2 separate regions of the Mus musculus genome follow, and region 1 is linked to region 2. The links are chromatin contacts, called in public HiChIP or PLAC-seq maps. All regions are on one chromosome and are shown on one strand. Each heading gives the region's core, a stretch centred on a gene start, on an enhancer-like site or on the middle of the called end of the contact. The rest is flanking DNA. Distances are from core to core; before and after follow the strand shown.

Region 1 (7,055 bases), core at 521-3,020, 200 kb after region 2:
CTACTGTTGTTCCAGACATGCAGACTTCCATGCTTGGGGGGAGCCTTGGCCAGGAGGAACCCCAGGATTTCCAAACTACTTACAAAATAAACTGAAGTTGAACACAAGGTGAATGACCCAGAAAGTAATGACATCTGCCAACCAGAGCGGACAAGGGCCACGAGGACCCTGCCTCTTTGATCTGCTCTCTGGGAAGCAGGACCCAGAAGCTGGGCCAGCAGACAGTGATGGATCCCAGATCTGCCTTGATGGAATGCAGATGGCCACTAGTGTTTATAGCCCAGCGGCCAGGAATCTTCTTTGAAAGCCAAACTCTGGACCATTTCTCTCTGTCTGCTTTAATTTCTAATACAAATATTTTGAGATAGAATCATTAATCCTATTTGTCTAGTTGGGGCTAGGGTTAATGGAATAATCCCATGTTCTGGCTAAGACAAGCAAATGGTCTCACTCATTCCTCCCTGTGCCATGCCTGGGTCTCCTGGGACCAGAATAATAGACCATTTAGCCAGCATTAGGTCTAGTGGTACTCACTACACTGAGTACTAATGGTACTCAGGGGCCTTTAGGAACCAACAAGAAGCCACCTCTACTACAGAGACAGGTGAATACAAGCAGGTGACAGGAGCAAGGTACACACTATTTAGAGAAGACCCCAGGTCCGTAGAGGGGTAATCCCCACAGCGTATCCCCTTTTCTTAGATTCCTTCCTCAGGCTGAAAGGATGGTTTCTTGGTACACTGCAGAACCCAACACCTACCCTTCTGCAAGGCTGGGGCAACAGGATTCCTCCAGGATCACAGAGAAGCTATTTCCTGAAGAGGAGGGCCTCCATAGGGCATGAGTTTCTCACTTCTGATGTCCTCTGGACCACATCACTCCCTCCTCTGACCTCTGGATGGGTTGAATCATATCCTACCAAAATAAGTTGATGTTTCAACTCCTGGAAGCTTCCTAGGTGTCTTCATGTAACAGGAATTACATGTCACTCTACAGCCTGGCCTCAGCCTTGTAGCCTCCTGAACTCCTGTTATATGAAGACACCTAGTGTGCGGTGCTCTATCCTAACTGTATTGGGAAGCTAATATGAGTCCTAAACTCTGAACCCATACAACCCATCCCTCCTCTATCACTACCCACAGGGCAGAGAGATGGCTGAGCCCATGAACCCAAGCTATAGGAGAAGGCTGGTTTCCAGGTAACCATGTAAAAGCACAAAGGTCTTAGCATAGCAAGGCTCAGGTTATGTAGGACAAGAGAAGGAGAAAGACAAGGCAGGATCCTAACTTGAGAAGGAGTGGGACAGGCTAGAAACGGGTGTTGTGGGAGATGCTGAGGTGTAACCAGCTGTGATACTGATAGACTGGGACCAGACCTCCATTGTGGCTTCTTTCAGCTTCCCAGGAAACCCTTGACACTCTACTAGCCCGAAGAAAGGAAAAGGTCCCAGACACACCTATTTCTAATATTAACATACAGAGAGCCTCCTGTTATACCCAAACTACAAATGATGCTTCCTGCCTAGCCTAGCACACACTAAGCTTGACAACACCTCCTCAGGCCACCACAGCCCTAAATTCCAGAGATTTCCAGCTGTTTCTACATCAGCAGGAAAAAAAAAAAAGCTATGTCTGAAAAGAAGAGGGAAGATTAAGAAAGTGTTTCAGCCCTAGGCATCTTTTTTTTTTTAAACCACTAACTGGGTAATGAATAATTTATAGGCAAGAATGTTTGTGGGGGATAAAATGTTGACAAGTCAAGAAAAGCTCTTAGCGGCCTAACGGAGCAATCCATCTCTAAGAACAGGTTTCAAATGCATGGTTTGTGGAGATCTAGCTGTGGTTGTTTTCTTTCTCTTTCCTCTTTTTTTTTTCTTTTTTATCTATATGGAAATTGGTAGGTGCTGAAATATGTTTCCTGAGTGATACTGCAAGTGAGAATTAAATCATCGCTTCATGTTACAAGAAATAAACACCCAGGCGGGAAAGAGCCTTGAGCCACTGTGCTGGAGAGAGAGGACTGAGCTCTGCACAGATTCACCAGAGCAGAAGGTATTTCATTCTCCATGGATGATGCTTCAGGAAGCTAAGGGGAGTCCGGGAGATTGCCCAGCTGAGGCCATCTTAGCCTCAAGGAATGATGTCTCCCCCAATACAGCCAGGAACAGAATGAGGGCTTGAAATTACAAGATCCAGCCTGAATGGAGCAGTTGCTGTGCTCCAGGCTTGAGCTGCTTTGGAAATTTATTTTTTAGTGCATTACTGTATTTTGAATGTTGTTTTATAGCAGTTTCTTCTGAGATTGAAAGATTCCACCCAGCAGGAAAGCTCCATAAGACAGTAAATGACTCAAAATAGCTTCAGGAAGTCCCTGAAACTGACCAGATTCCTTAGGCCCCTCCCTCTCCTAGAGTAAATAGTAAAGACTGCTGAGAGTCTTTCTCAGAGGATCTGAGCTGCAAAAAAGATTCTGAGACCAGACCATATGTCTGGAAGAAGCAGAGACCAGCTGAGCTGGCCAGGAGAGGCGTTAGGACAACTGAGCAGCCTGGAGAGGACACTCATGATCCAGCGTGTTGTGCTCCTGCAGGCTGTGCAGTGTGTGCTCCAGGTTCCCAGCTTGGGTACATTGTCACCCATGCTGAGATGGTGGGCTTTGGGGATGTTGTTGTCTTTGAGTCATTTCTGCTCCTGTGAGTCCCCCTCAGTCACATTCCTATAAGTAGCCAAGGTCACCAAGTTGGACTTTGGTGGTATCTGTACTTTAGTCCTGGCTCGCTATCTGGAGTGAGTAAAGGGATGTGTGTGTGTGTGTGTGTGTGTGTGTGTGTGTGTGTGTGTGTGTGCAAGTATGGGTGTATGCTCAGCACACGTGTGGCACACACATGTGGTACATCACATAATAAATATGAAATGTCTCCATGGGATCATGTGTTTGAACACTTGGGTCCCAGCCAGTGGTGCCTTTTGGAAAGGTTGTAGAAACTTTGGAAGGTAGGGCCTTGCAAAAGTAAGAACTAGGTCACTTGAGACTTTATATCCTGGCCCCACTTCCTGTTCACTCTCTGCTTTCTGACTGTGGTGCTGTGTGACCACCTGTCCCAACCTATGTCTCTATGCCTTGCCCCCTGCCACCTTATGAAACCTTCCCTCCTTCACCTCCCTCCTATAAGCCCTTAGGCTGGTACCAATCACACTTGCCACAGCGTGACTTCCCACTTTGCTTGACAAAGGCCACTTGGAAACCAGAGTTCATGGATGTCTCAAGGAAACCCAGTGTCTTAGTTAGGGTTTTACTGCTGTGAAGAGACACCATGACCAAGGCAACTCTTATAAGGACAACAATTAATTGGGGCTGGCTTACAGGTTCGGTTCAGTCCATTATCATCAAGGCAAGTGAATGGCAGCATCCTGGCAGGCATGGTGCAGGTGGAGCTGAGAGTTCTACATCTTCATCTGAAGGCTGCTGGTGGAAGATAGGGTTCCAGGAACTAGGATGAGGGTCTTAAAGCCCACACCCACATGACACACCTACTCCAAGACCACAGCTTCTCCAACAGGGCCACACCTTCAAATAGTGCCTCTCCCTGGGCAGAGCACATACAAATCAACACACCCAGGAAGGAGATGGAAGAAGCTGGCTTTGAACCTGTACCACTGTTAGGCTTAGCCACCATGCCAGGATGCCCTCCTATGATAGTACAGAGATTGACTTGATTTTCAAAATGGCAGCAGGTATTAGGGTGTTTTGGTCACGTTCTATTGCTGGGAAGGAACACTGTGACTTCATCAACTCTTACTTTTAAAAAAGCATTTAATCGGGGCTGGCTTGCAGTTTCAGAGGTTTAATTTATTATCATCGTGGCAGAAAACGTGGCATCATTCTGGCACTGGTGGTGCTGGAGAAGTAGCTAAGAGTTCTACAACTGGATCAACAGGCAGACACAGCCTGGCTTGTGCTTTTGAGATCTCAAAGCCCATCTCCAGTGACACACTTTCTCCAAGGCCACACCTACTCCTTAAGGCCACACCTCCTAATCCTTCTCAAATAGTGCCACTCCCTGTTGACTAGGCATTTGAGTATATGACCCTATGGGAAGCATTCTTACTCAAACCACAAGATAAGGAATGCCCCCTCATTTATCTGCGGTTCCCTCTCTTGCTCTAAGCCTCTGGATGGCCAAGGGTGAGAAGAAGCCTGCCAACCCAGGTACAGGACCTGACACCCCCCATCCTTTTTCAATCACAGATTCCATGCAACTGGCCTGATTCCTTCCGGGTTCCTTTTCCTCTGCTGAATCCGTTGTAAGGCTCTGATTGAAAGAGGAACCCTCCTGGTTGGAGCAGGAGGACTGAAAGGCTGGCAGGTCTATTTCAAACTGAATGAATCTGGAATGCTGAATGGTAGGCTTGCCTTGATACTTCAGGGAGGTGGAGCCCCAAAATACAGTAGTGTTGGGAAGGGCGTCAAGATATCTAGCATGCAGCCTTGGAACCAGAGCAGGAAAGGCTACTTAGTCTCCTCCACCCAGGCCTGCTTTTTCTTCTATACATGGATGGAAAGGAGGCCTTTTCTCCTGGTGTTCCCTTGCAATAAATAAAACACACCAGAGCTGGGGCACAGAAGAGCCCAAGGAACTGGAGCAAGATGAGCCACAGCGAAGTAGGAAGAGGAACCTGAGAGGCACAAAAGAAAATGTTCTTTCGGAGTAAAGGGACTCTTGGGGTAGCCCGTCAGGCTAGGCAGGCAGCATCAGGGCCCTGGGAACCTCCTTCAGGAGCTGTTTCTTAGCTTTGCTCTTCCTGCTCAGCCTGAGCTCACTGAGAGACAGCATGGCAAGAGTACATGATTAGGGCCCTCAGGGTCTAGAGATTTGGGGTGATTAACATTTTTATCCTAATCTCCCTCCAGCTATTCTGGAAAGAGACCATGTATGAAGCCCAGCACAGTTTGCAACTGAGCAACAACAATAACTGCGGCTAAAATGGGGGTTGTCCTCTTTTGTTTTGTTTTGTTTTCTATTAAGTCCTTATATGTAAAACCATTTCTATAATTTAAAACTCTCTTGATCAGCCTTGGGGCTTTTTTGGAGTTCCAGTCCTGTACCTCAGGGTTCTTAATTATCGCGAAAGGGGGAGGGAACGAGACAGGGCCATACTGACTTTCAGACTGAACCATGATGACGATCTCTTCTCAAATGAAATCACATCAGCCCTGTCTAGTCATTACCTCTGATTTCACCTCACACTTGATGGCTTCAGAGCCTAAGGCATAAGCCAAGGAATTGGACCTTAGTCTCTGTCAACTATTAAAACCAGTAGACTGAGCTCCTAGACCTGGCTGTGCATTCTTGATAATTCTGGTCACAGTTTGTGATGAAGATCCTCCCCTCAAGGCCAACCTATGCTCAAAAACACAGGCTATCTAGATTCCTAAGCATTAGGCATCCCCTGTCTAGCTTAGAGCCCGGTACATAGTAGGCACTCAGAACTAAAGTTCCCAGTGGTGTCTGTCTGAAGCCCAATGGACATTCACTATCTACCTGCCTGTGTCATTAGTTACCTTTCCAGCTGCTATAAGAAAACACCTGGGGCTGGAGAGATGGCTCAGCGGTTAAGAGCACTCACTGATTGCTCTTCCAGAGGTCCTGAGTTCAATTCCTAGCAACCACATGGTGGCTCACAACCATCCGATACCCTCTTCTGGTGTGTCTGAAGAGAGTGACAGTGTACTCACATACATAAAATAAATAAATATTTTTTAAAAAGGAAACAACTGACAAAAGCAAATTGGGAGATAAAAGAGGTTGTTACACAGCTTATGGTTTAAGGATGCAGCCATGATAGCTGAGAAGGCATAGTGATGAAAGCCAGGGCGGCTGCTCACGTTGTATCTGCAATCAGGAAGCAGAGGGTGATGAACGCTGCTGCTCAGATCACTGCATCTTTTCTATAAAGATCTCATCTCACAAGTGGTGACACCACATCCAGGGTGCGTCTTCCCTCCTCAACAAACATAATCTAGAAATGTTTTCACAGACATGCCCAGCGACTAGTCTCTTCAATAACTCCAGAGCCAGTCAAATCAATGATCAAAACTGACCGTCACATCACCTGATGGGACTGCTTCAACCCCACCAATGCATGCAAAGATGAACCCCTGGAAGCCTCCTGGAGCTGACCTAGGCTGGAATTCTCTGCCCCTATACTTCCATAAAAGACCTTATGAGTGAGGGACTATCAGATCCTACAATGGGTTCAAATAGAGATGTGATGGCAAAGTGAATGGCAGGGTAAATAAACCCCAGTTGAACCCACGACTTGATCTTCCTCTGACCTTCATCAAAAGGAGCCAGGGACCTCCTCATTCCCCTTTATCTGGTAGCTTGAGGGACCACATGGCACCAACTATTTCCACCCATCCATCCCTGCAGATAAACACTGAACACCAGCTTGCCCCTTTACAGCTGACTGACCATAGAACCATCTAAGCCAGTGTTTCTCAACCTGTGGGTTGCAACCCCTTTGAGAGGTCAAATGGCCCTTTCACAAAGGTCAATTAAGACCATCAGAAAACACAAATTTCTACATTGCAATTGGTAACCATAGCAAAATTACAGTTATGAAGTAGCAACGAAAATAATTTTATGGTTGGGAGTCATCGCAACATGAGGAACTGTATTAAATGGTCCTAGCATTAGGAAGGTTGAGAACCACGACACTGGGCACCGAACCCTTTGCTATTTGGCCATCTGTTCCCTGCACGAAGCTTCTATTTTCCTGAAAAGCTTTTTGCCATTGTCAGGAATCCGACCACAAGAGTATGCCTGACACAGACTGGCTGATGGAATGCCTTAATCAACAAGATTTACCTCCTGCCAACCACCCCAGGACAGCTACTTCCTCCCTCCAGGCTGCTGGACTTTATGCTCTCAGAGCTTATCAAATAGAAACCCCGGTTCTGAGGTAGAAAAGCCTCTTAGGAGGTTAACAATGAGTACGTGGGGCAATAAATGTAATGATTTAATCCTTCAAAGATGCTTAAACAGGCTGCTG
Region 2 (7,329 bases), core at 3,892-6,391:
GATGGATCTTCCATCAATCACTTCTACCCTCTGTCCTCCCTCTGTCATGGTCATATGCTTTGTAAAGCTGTGAGCAGGCCTAGGCTGGCCCTGGCTCAGGCCCTGAGACTCTTCATTTGGAAGCTGCTTTCAGCTCCTTTCATTCTTCCTCCATAGCACCTCCCAGTTCTAGGCTCCTCCTCCTAGCTCCTCCCAGTTCATTTTTCCTCCATAGCTCCGCCCACTTCTAGGCTCCTCCTCCTAGCTCCTCCCAGTTCATTTTTCCTCCATAGCTCCGCCCACTTCTAGGCTCCTCCTCCTAGCTCCTGCCAGTTCATTCTTCTTCCATGGGCTCCTCCCAGTTCTAGGCTCCTCCTCCAGGCCTTTCTGTTTTGGGCAAACACTCTTCACAGTTCTCCCTGACAAACTTGATTTTGCAATTCCTGGGGGGGCAGGGCCATCGAGTCACCAGGGGCAAAGCCTTGTGTCAGCATTCACGGTGGCTCTTGGTGGAACTGCTGAACTCAGTGTTGACAGCACACTGAGGAAACATCTGACCAAGTGCACGAAGGTGCTTACTGGGTTCATCTCCAACTACTCCTTTTCCCTTGCACCGTTTTTTTCCCCCTAACTGTGCAGGAAGCTGCAAGGGAAGGAGAACGATCAGAGCAAATAGCTCATCAGGACTGAAAGAGCCGAGCATGCCTCAGCCCCAGCAACACATACACAGGCAGACTCCAACCTCGAGTAGACGTGCGAACACCATGCTAGGGCAGGGACTCACAGGCTGTTTGCCATCTCTTCCCAGGCTTACAGTCAGCTTGGCCTCATCTCTTCCAGAGAAATTACTTTTTATAACTTGACAACTTTCCAGCAGGAAAGGAAGTAACTGGCAGGGACAGGACACTGGTGTTTTAGAGGAGTGGCATCCTGTCCCTGTATCTGCCCCAGGGACAGAACAGCTTCTACAACCATCTTGGTGAAAGTCCACCACTGCCCTCAAAGACCTGTAGAGTCCTGACTGTATAGGACCTTCCTCACAGGCAGATATGGTCCAAGGAGGGAGGACATGGGACTCCTACATATGCACTAGCTCTAAGAAGTGAGTGTACTTCCAACCCACTGGCTCTAGAACCCTTTCCCTCAGCCAGGGAGCACTCTGGGCCCCTCAGGAACACCATCTATGCATGCAAGACCACCGCCGTGACTGGGAACCAGACAAAATCTCATTTCCCCGACACCTGTCCATAAGGAGGGAACCAAAATAGAACAAGAATCAAAACAGAACCGGTGTAGAGAAGCTATTTAGGGCCCAATTCATGTAAAATCAGAAACCACCAAGGCCAAGGGGAGCACCAAGGTCAAGGGGAGCACCAAGGTCAAGGGAAGTACCAAGGTCAAGTCAAGGGGAGTTTTTGAGCTTGTGGATGCTTGATGACTCGCTGATAAAAATCCAAGACCAAGAGGGCAGGGCTGTCTGCCTGGACTCAGCAGTTAACTCCTGACGACAAAGCCAAGTCAGGTCAGTCCCTCTGGATGTGACACTTGTTCTACCACAGAGAAGCTCTGGCAAAGAATGAGCACCCTGTGGGTTCCATAAGGTGCCTGGGGGGGGTTAGGGAGCACCTGATGGGGAGCCCAGAGAACGCCTTAGGGAGGCACAGGATCCTAAGGGCCTTGAGGAGTCTAAAGACCACTGGGGACCATTGTATGGGAATCCCAGGAGGCAACTAGGAGGGGTCCAGAAAGCACCTGAGGGCAACTAAGTTTGAGCTAAAGCTGGTCACAGACCCAACTCTGCCCCAGACAAGAACCACCCCAATCTTCTTGTTCCCTCAATTTCATCGGCACCCCCCCCCCATCTATCCTCCCTCCCTTCTGTTTCTCAGCCCCCCCACTCAGACATTCATTTCTTCATCCATTCAGCAAATACTGTGAGTTCCCACAGTGTATCAGGCACCACACTAGGCAGTGGAGATGTGAGGCCAGTTAACAGGCATGGCCCTGACTGCTTAGAGATACCTCTAAACTGATAAGGGGACAGACAACTGTCATCACCAACTGTGACCCCTGCTATGGCGTGAGGGCGGGGGGCGGAGGGGAGAAAGTGGATCAAAGTAAAGAAAAATCTGAAGGACAAGAAGCTCTTGGATTGGCAGGGGAAGCCTATCGTGAAAGAGGCATGGAGAAGGCCCCGGAGCCCGTGGTTCCCATACCGGAGCACACGCACATGCGCAGAAGGTCTGTTAGGCAGCCAGGTTTTCCCAAGCACGTGGTTCCCGTACCAGAGCACACGCACATGCGCAGAAGGCCTGTTAGGCAAACAACTCTTCCCATCTGCACTCTCCCCCAAGACTTAGATGAATGTCCACAGCCGAACCCTCCATATATGACATCTAAGAGGAACCTTGCATTTCTGATCAGCTCTCAGGGACCTCTCTTTATGAGTCCTGCCCAAAGGCCACAGCCACCTGAGGACCTAAATGAGGGGAGAGTTGCCATGACACAGTAATGGGGCAGGAAAGACTGTAGGGAAGGGAGGAGTCATATGAAGGCCTTACTTAATATAGGCTATGCATGACTAGCCGCAACGGCACACCTGCCGTGCCAGGACTCAGGAGACTAACCACATGCCCCACGCTGTAGATAGGATGCATCAGCAGCTAGAAGGGAACTTTTTCCCCATTCCAGAGGGGAGAAACCATCTCCCAAAACAATGTGCTCACCATCCTTAACTGCCCGCCCCTCCTCCCCCACCCCCTATGCCCCGCAGAGTCACCCGTCACTGCCATGGCACGGCCCTGGAGCGCTCCTTAAACAAGCAGTGCTAAGCTATGGTTGTTGTCATGCTAAAGCCTGTCATAAATGAAATTTGAAGTGGATGCCTCCTGCTGTCTCAGAACCATTTTTAAGAGCAAGAAAAGGAAGACAGATTTCAAAGGCTATCCAAATTGTTGTTAGCTGCAAATAGAGTACACCTTCAGTGAGCCTCAGTGTCCCCATCTGTAAAATGGGAACAACTTCAGAGGTCAGTGAGGAGCTAAAGTTTAGGAGAGTACCCAGTGAGCAACAAACTGAAGTGAGATACTTCCTATCTTTCACCAATGGACTTGACAAAGATTAAATAAGAATGTATCTATCACACCCAGAGGTAGAGAGACTCACACGGCAACCCATGAACTTCCTGTCCAGTCACAACGGTGTTTCCATGTTCAGTTGGCCTGAAGACAGCAAAGAGAGGAAACACACCAGGCATGCCCCTCTTCTCTGTGGGAGGATGTAGCTGAGGATATCCCCCTCTTCTCTGTGGGAGGATGTAGCTGAGGATATCCGGTCTCTAGGAAGCCTATTTAGAGGCAGCCAGGATGCATGTAGCTTGGCTCTGCATTTCCTAGGGCGTACCTCGGGGTGGGATGAAAATACCACCACATCCACAGCTGTTTATATCGGATGCTGATCCTTTGCAGGGCAGGAGAGGCCCTGGTTCCCAGCCATGAAATCCAACTATGCCTGTGTCAGGACTCCAAAGCCCTGCCTCTCTCTACCCAAGACATCCAGCCAACTTAGGCTGGTATGAGCCTACATCTGCCCCTCCCTCTCTGAATTCTCAGGAGATCTCTGAGAAGAGAGAACTGGGTGGTAGCTGCTTCAGTGACTGTTGCTGCCTCTTCTAAGGAAACATGTTAACTTAGCCGAGGGCATCACCCCTCACTCTTCATCTGGCCTGTTCCTGCTTCCCTCCCTCCGCCCCTGTTATCCCACCTACGCTGCAGGCATCGTTGCAGAGTTCCACAGCATCATCAAACCCAAGAAATTCCAAAAGGACCAGAGTGGAAGCAACCCTGAGGCAGGCTGCCTTCGAGCACATCTGAATTCTCATAACTGACGACCTGCCTTCTCCCACCTGCCTTCCCCCACCCTCCAGAGCCTGCTGCTTGGAAACCCTAAAGAAGAAACTTCTGGAGACACACCAGAGCCCTGAAGAAAGCTGGGGTTTCAAAGCCTAGACTTGAGCCTTGGATTCCCCCCATTACTGGGTAGCTGGCTACAAAAGGCAACCTGACAGAGCCTTGGAAGCCCCGCCTGTGTCAGCAAGCTCCAGCAATAGTGGGGCCTGCATCAAGGCACAGCCTTAGGCTGCTGGGCAGCCAACGCTGGCAGAGTCCATCATTTTCCTATCAGGTTTGAGCACTTTCACCCCTCGGTGGGCTCTACCTAAGTGTGCCAGGGCGCAGCACCATAGTTTGTCAGTATGGCACATGTAAATGACTCCCAGTCTCCCGTCCCTATACCAGCCTAGAATAAAGCAATTGAATTTCAGAGAGGCTAAGACACACGAGCAAAGCCAGGGAAAGCCAGAATGAACCCACACCGCAGTCTGCCTCCAAAGCTTGCCTGACTGAAAATGTGGTTATCTATGTTGAGTCTTCCTTGCCAATGCAAACTACAATGCATACAAGAAGACAGCCCAGACTCCTGCTTGCTGGCCCTGGCTTAAGAAAAGATGGACAGAGTAGCCAAGCAGAGAGCCTGACATCTTTCCCCTGAGCCTCACTGCCCTGAGGTGGGGCGTGCTAGTCATCTACATCTGTGAATGCCGGATGTGGGACACAGCATACATCGGGCAGGAGGCTACCTGATGTAAGAGCCCTGCTAGGGAAACACTTAGGCCTGGGAGCCTTGTGTGGGAGATGTGACCTCAGGTAACTTAAGAGGATTCACCTCCAGCAAGAGATTTTACATAAGACTGGAAGGTTAGAGAAGGATAACAAGGGGTAGCGAGAACATTCTGCAGTGGAGAGCCTGCTGGAGCATTCCGTCACTGGTGGGTAATTCTGAAAGCCAATGCTATGAAGATTCTCTGAAACAACCTAAGGACTGGGTGTCCTCCTGTCTGCCAGCTCTAATTGCAGAGCCTTACTAAATGGCAGCCCTCCTAAGCGCACCCTGGGTCTCTAGGAGAGGCAGGGGGATTCAGGATGCAAAGTTTCTGGGTGACAGGCAAGGAAGGAGGGACACAGACAGCAGGCTCAGAGGCCCCAGCTGCTGCTGTGCCTCTCTCAGCCGGGAGCATTTTTCTTCCACATTAGCCACTGCTCAGAGGCAGCTGGCTGGGTGTCATTTGCACATTCAAACACTCCGTCCCCATCCCCCCACCTCCCTCCCGTCTCTGCACTAAAACCCTGTTCACAATGCCCCGCTGCACACAATAGCACCAGAGTGGGCCTGCTCTGTATGGGCTGCCCTGGTGAATACGCACGGGCATGGCATTGTTCAGGGTGTTGTTGTAGACGCAGGCGCGCAGTGAATAATCCAGCATGCAATTTTCAAACAGCTGCAGAGCCTCCGTCACTTTCTCGTGGAAGTCATCTGCAGATTTATTGGAACTTGCGAAGTAGAGATAGTCTGAGTACAACCTGCGAATAAAATAAATGGATAATCTTACCATCCGAGGGTGTGAAACCACACCACGTGGGCGACAACAAAAATCGGCTAGCCATTACATTAGCTGGTTTGATTTATTAAAATACAACAATTTTCCTCCCTTTCTTTCAAATGAGCCCCCTCCGTTCTTGCTCCCACCTGTAACATACCACCCACCCTTCCTGCTCAGATACATCTACACTGCCCCCAAACACTGACCAATACTGTGTTTTATTGTTAGTTGGTGATTTTGTCTCTTTCTCTTGTTAAATTTATTTTATTTATTAGCAGAGTGTGGGGAGGCCATGCAAAGGCCATCGTACAGGTGTGGAGACCAGAGGACAGCTCTGTGCAATCAGGTCTCTCGTTCACCTTTACACAGGTTCCACAAATGAAACTCGTGTTCCGGCTTGTTGCTAGGCCACCTTGCCTATATCTGCTTTAAGAAACAAACAACAAAACCCCGCAGTTATTTTGGGGGAGTGGGGGTGGCAGAGCAAGTCACAGCACACATGTAGAGGTCAGAGGACAAGACGTGGTTCTCTCCAACCACCATGTATGTGAAGAGGCTGAGCTCTGGCTGCTAGCCCTGGCAGAAGGTTCCTCTACTCACTGAGCCATCGTACCTCGCTGTTTAAAATTCCTTCTAGTTACCTCAGAAAGAGACTGTCCTTGCAGCCAGGCTTCAAAAGTCACTCCACAGCAAAGAGAAGCCAGGAAACACTCTGTACTGTCCCATCCCCTTCTTTTAAGAGGAACCCAGGGCACCTGTGATCCACACAAGGTTACAACCCCATGTGAAATTCCTGACTTTTCCCATTGATATCCTGAACGTCTAAAGTTACATTTAAAATTGTGCATGGTGGCTCATGCCTCTAATCCTCCCCGGCTAGGAGGTGGAGGTAGGGGATCACTGATGTTCCAGGTCTGGAGGGATAGGTAGCGACTTATCAGGACAATTTGGGCTACAGAATAAAAGTCTCACACATAGGCATGGAACCCCCTGCAGACGGATATGTTTGCAAGTCCAAGCAAACACCACATATATGTGCAATTGCATGTAACCACATTTTCCACAGGAGTTGCCAGTCTCCCTTGACAGTTACTGGTTCATCTTTATGTTTGCAATGTGCCGTGTTCGCATGAATCTTGCTGTTAAAGGAAAATTTATGAATGGTGAGGACCTGTGATCCCAGCACTCACGGGTGCTGAGGAAGAAAGATCTTGAGTTCAAAGACAACCTGAACCACATAGTGAGTTCAAGGTCAGCTTTGACTACATATCTAGACCCCTAGGACAGGCAGGAGAGGAGAGAAGACAGGAAGAGGGGAGAAAGGGCCAGCAGGGGAAGTAGGGGAGGAAAAATTCATAGGAGGCAATTAGCTCCTTCAACTAAATAAAACTGTTGAAGTTTTGGTTGTAGACATTGCTAAGCTGGTTTGGCTATAACGCACTCCAATTCCCAAACCTTGACCACTGCTTGACCTGATCCTCTGACAGTGAGCCTCCTAGCCCAGCCAATGTGTAGTTAGCCTGCTGAGGGAGGAGTCCTGGTGCAGCAGTTTAGCCAGGCTCCCTCTTACTCTCGATGTTCCTTGGTGACTTTCTGCTCCTAGCCCTGCTTCTTGCTTACAAATCCCCACTTCTGCTGGGTTCCAAGCTGAGCTCTCCTCTGCAGCAGAGCCCCATCGCAGCAGTCCTACACCCCTGACAACAGCCGGAAATGAAGTCTGTCTGAATGTTTCAGCAGATGTTGGGATAATTTCTTCACTTTGAGAACTCCCGGGACGTGTTTCTCACCCCGTTTCTGCTTGCAGAGGGAGTAAGAATTACCCCCACTTTCATCACTTTGTTTTTCCAGATGTTTCTCTCCCCACTCCTCCTCCAAACACCTGCCCATAGGGGCTCCCCCAGCTCTGTAGGACT

What was found. HiChIP or PLAC-seq counts read pairs in DNA pulled down with a chosen protein or histone mark.
Region 1: an H3K27ac HiChIP or PLAC-seq map of SST interneurons shows a contact between it and region 2, with 7 times the contacts expected there. The contact joins two enhancer-like sites. A contact is called at or near these places in 7 of 484 Hi-C or Micro-C datasets (the BV-2 cell line, the CH12 cell line, the F1.1 cell line and 4 more) and 5 of 115 datasets of contacts at active chromatin or transcription factors (SST interneurons, double positive thymocytes, embryonic basal ganglia and 2 more).

What each region holds. Positions count from the first base shown.
Region 1 is chr7:132,448,476-132,455,530 of GRCm38.p6, forward strand. No RefSeq gene overlaps it. Among named protein-coding and RNA genes, the nearest start is that of Gm35147, 14 kb to the right of the region's middle. Within about 2 kb of position 1,771, at least 11 of the 459 cell types and tissues checked have an H3K27ac peak or open chromatin away from gene starts, as enhancers often do. A contact at or near this core is called in SST interneurons, where this site is marked.
Region 2 is chr7:132,242,625-132,249,953 of GRCm38.p6, forward strand. Chst15 (carbohydrate sulfotransferase 15) reads right to left here. Exons shown (of 8, transcript NM_029935.6): 6 at 5,240-5,396. Among named protein-coding and RNA genes, the nearest start is that of Gm10584, 69 kb to the right of the region's middle. Within about 2 kb of position 5,142, at least 86 of the 459 cell types and tissues checked have an H3K27ac peak or open chromatin away from gene starts, as enhancers often do. A contact at or near this core is called in SST interneurons, where this site is marked.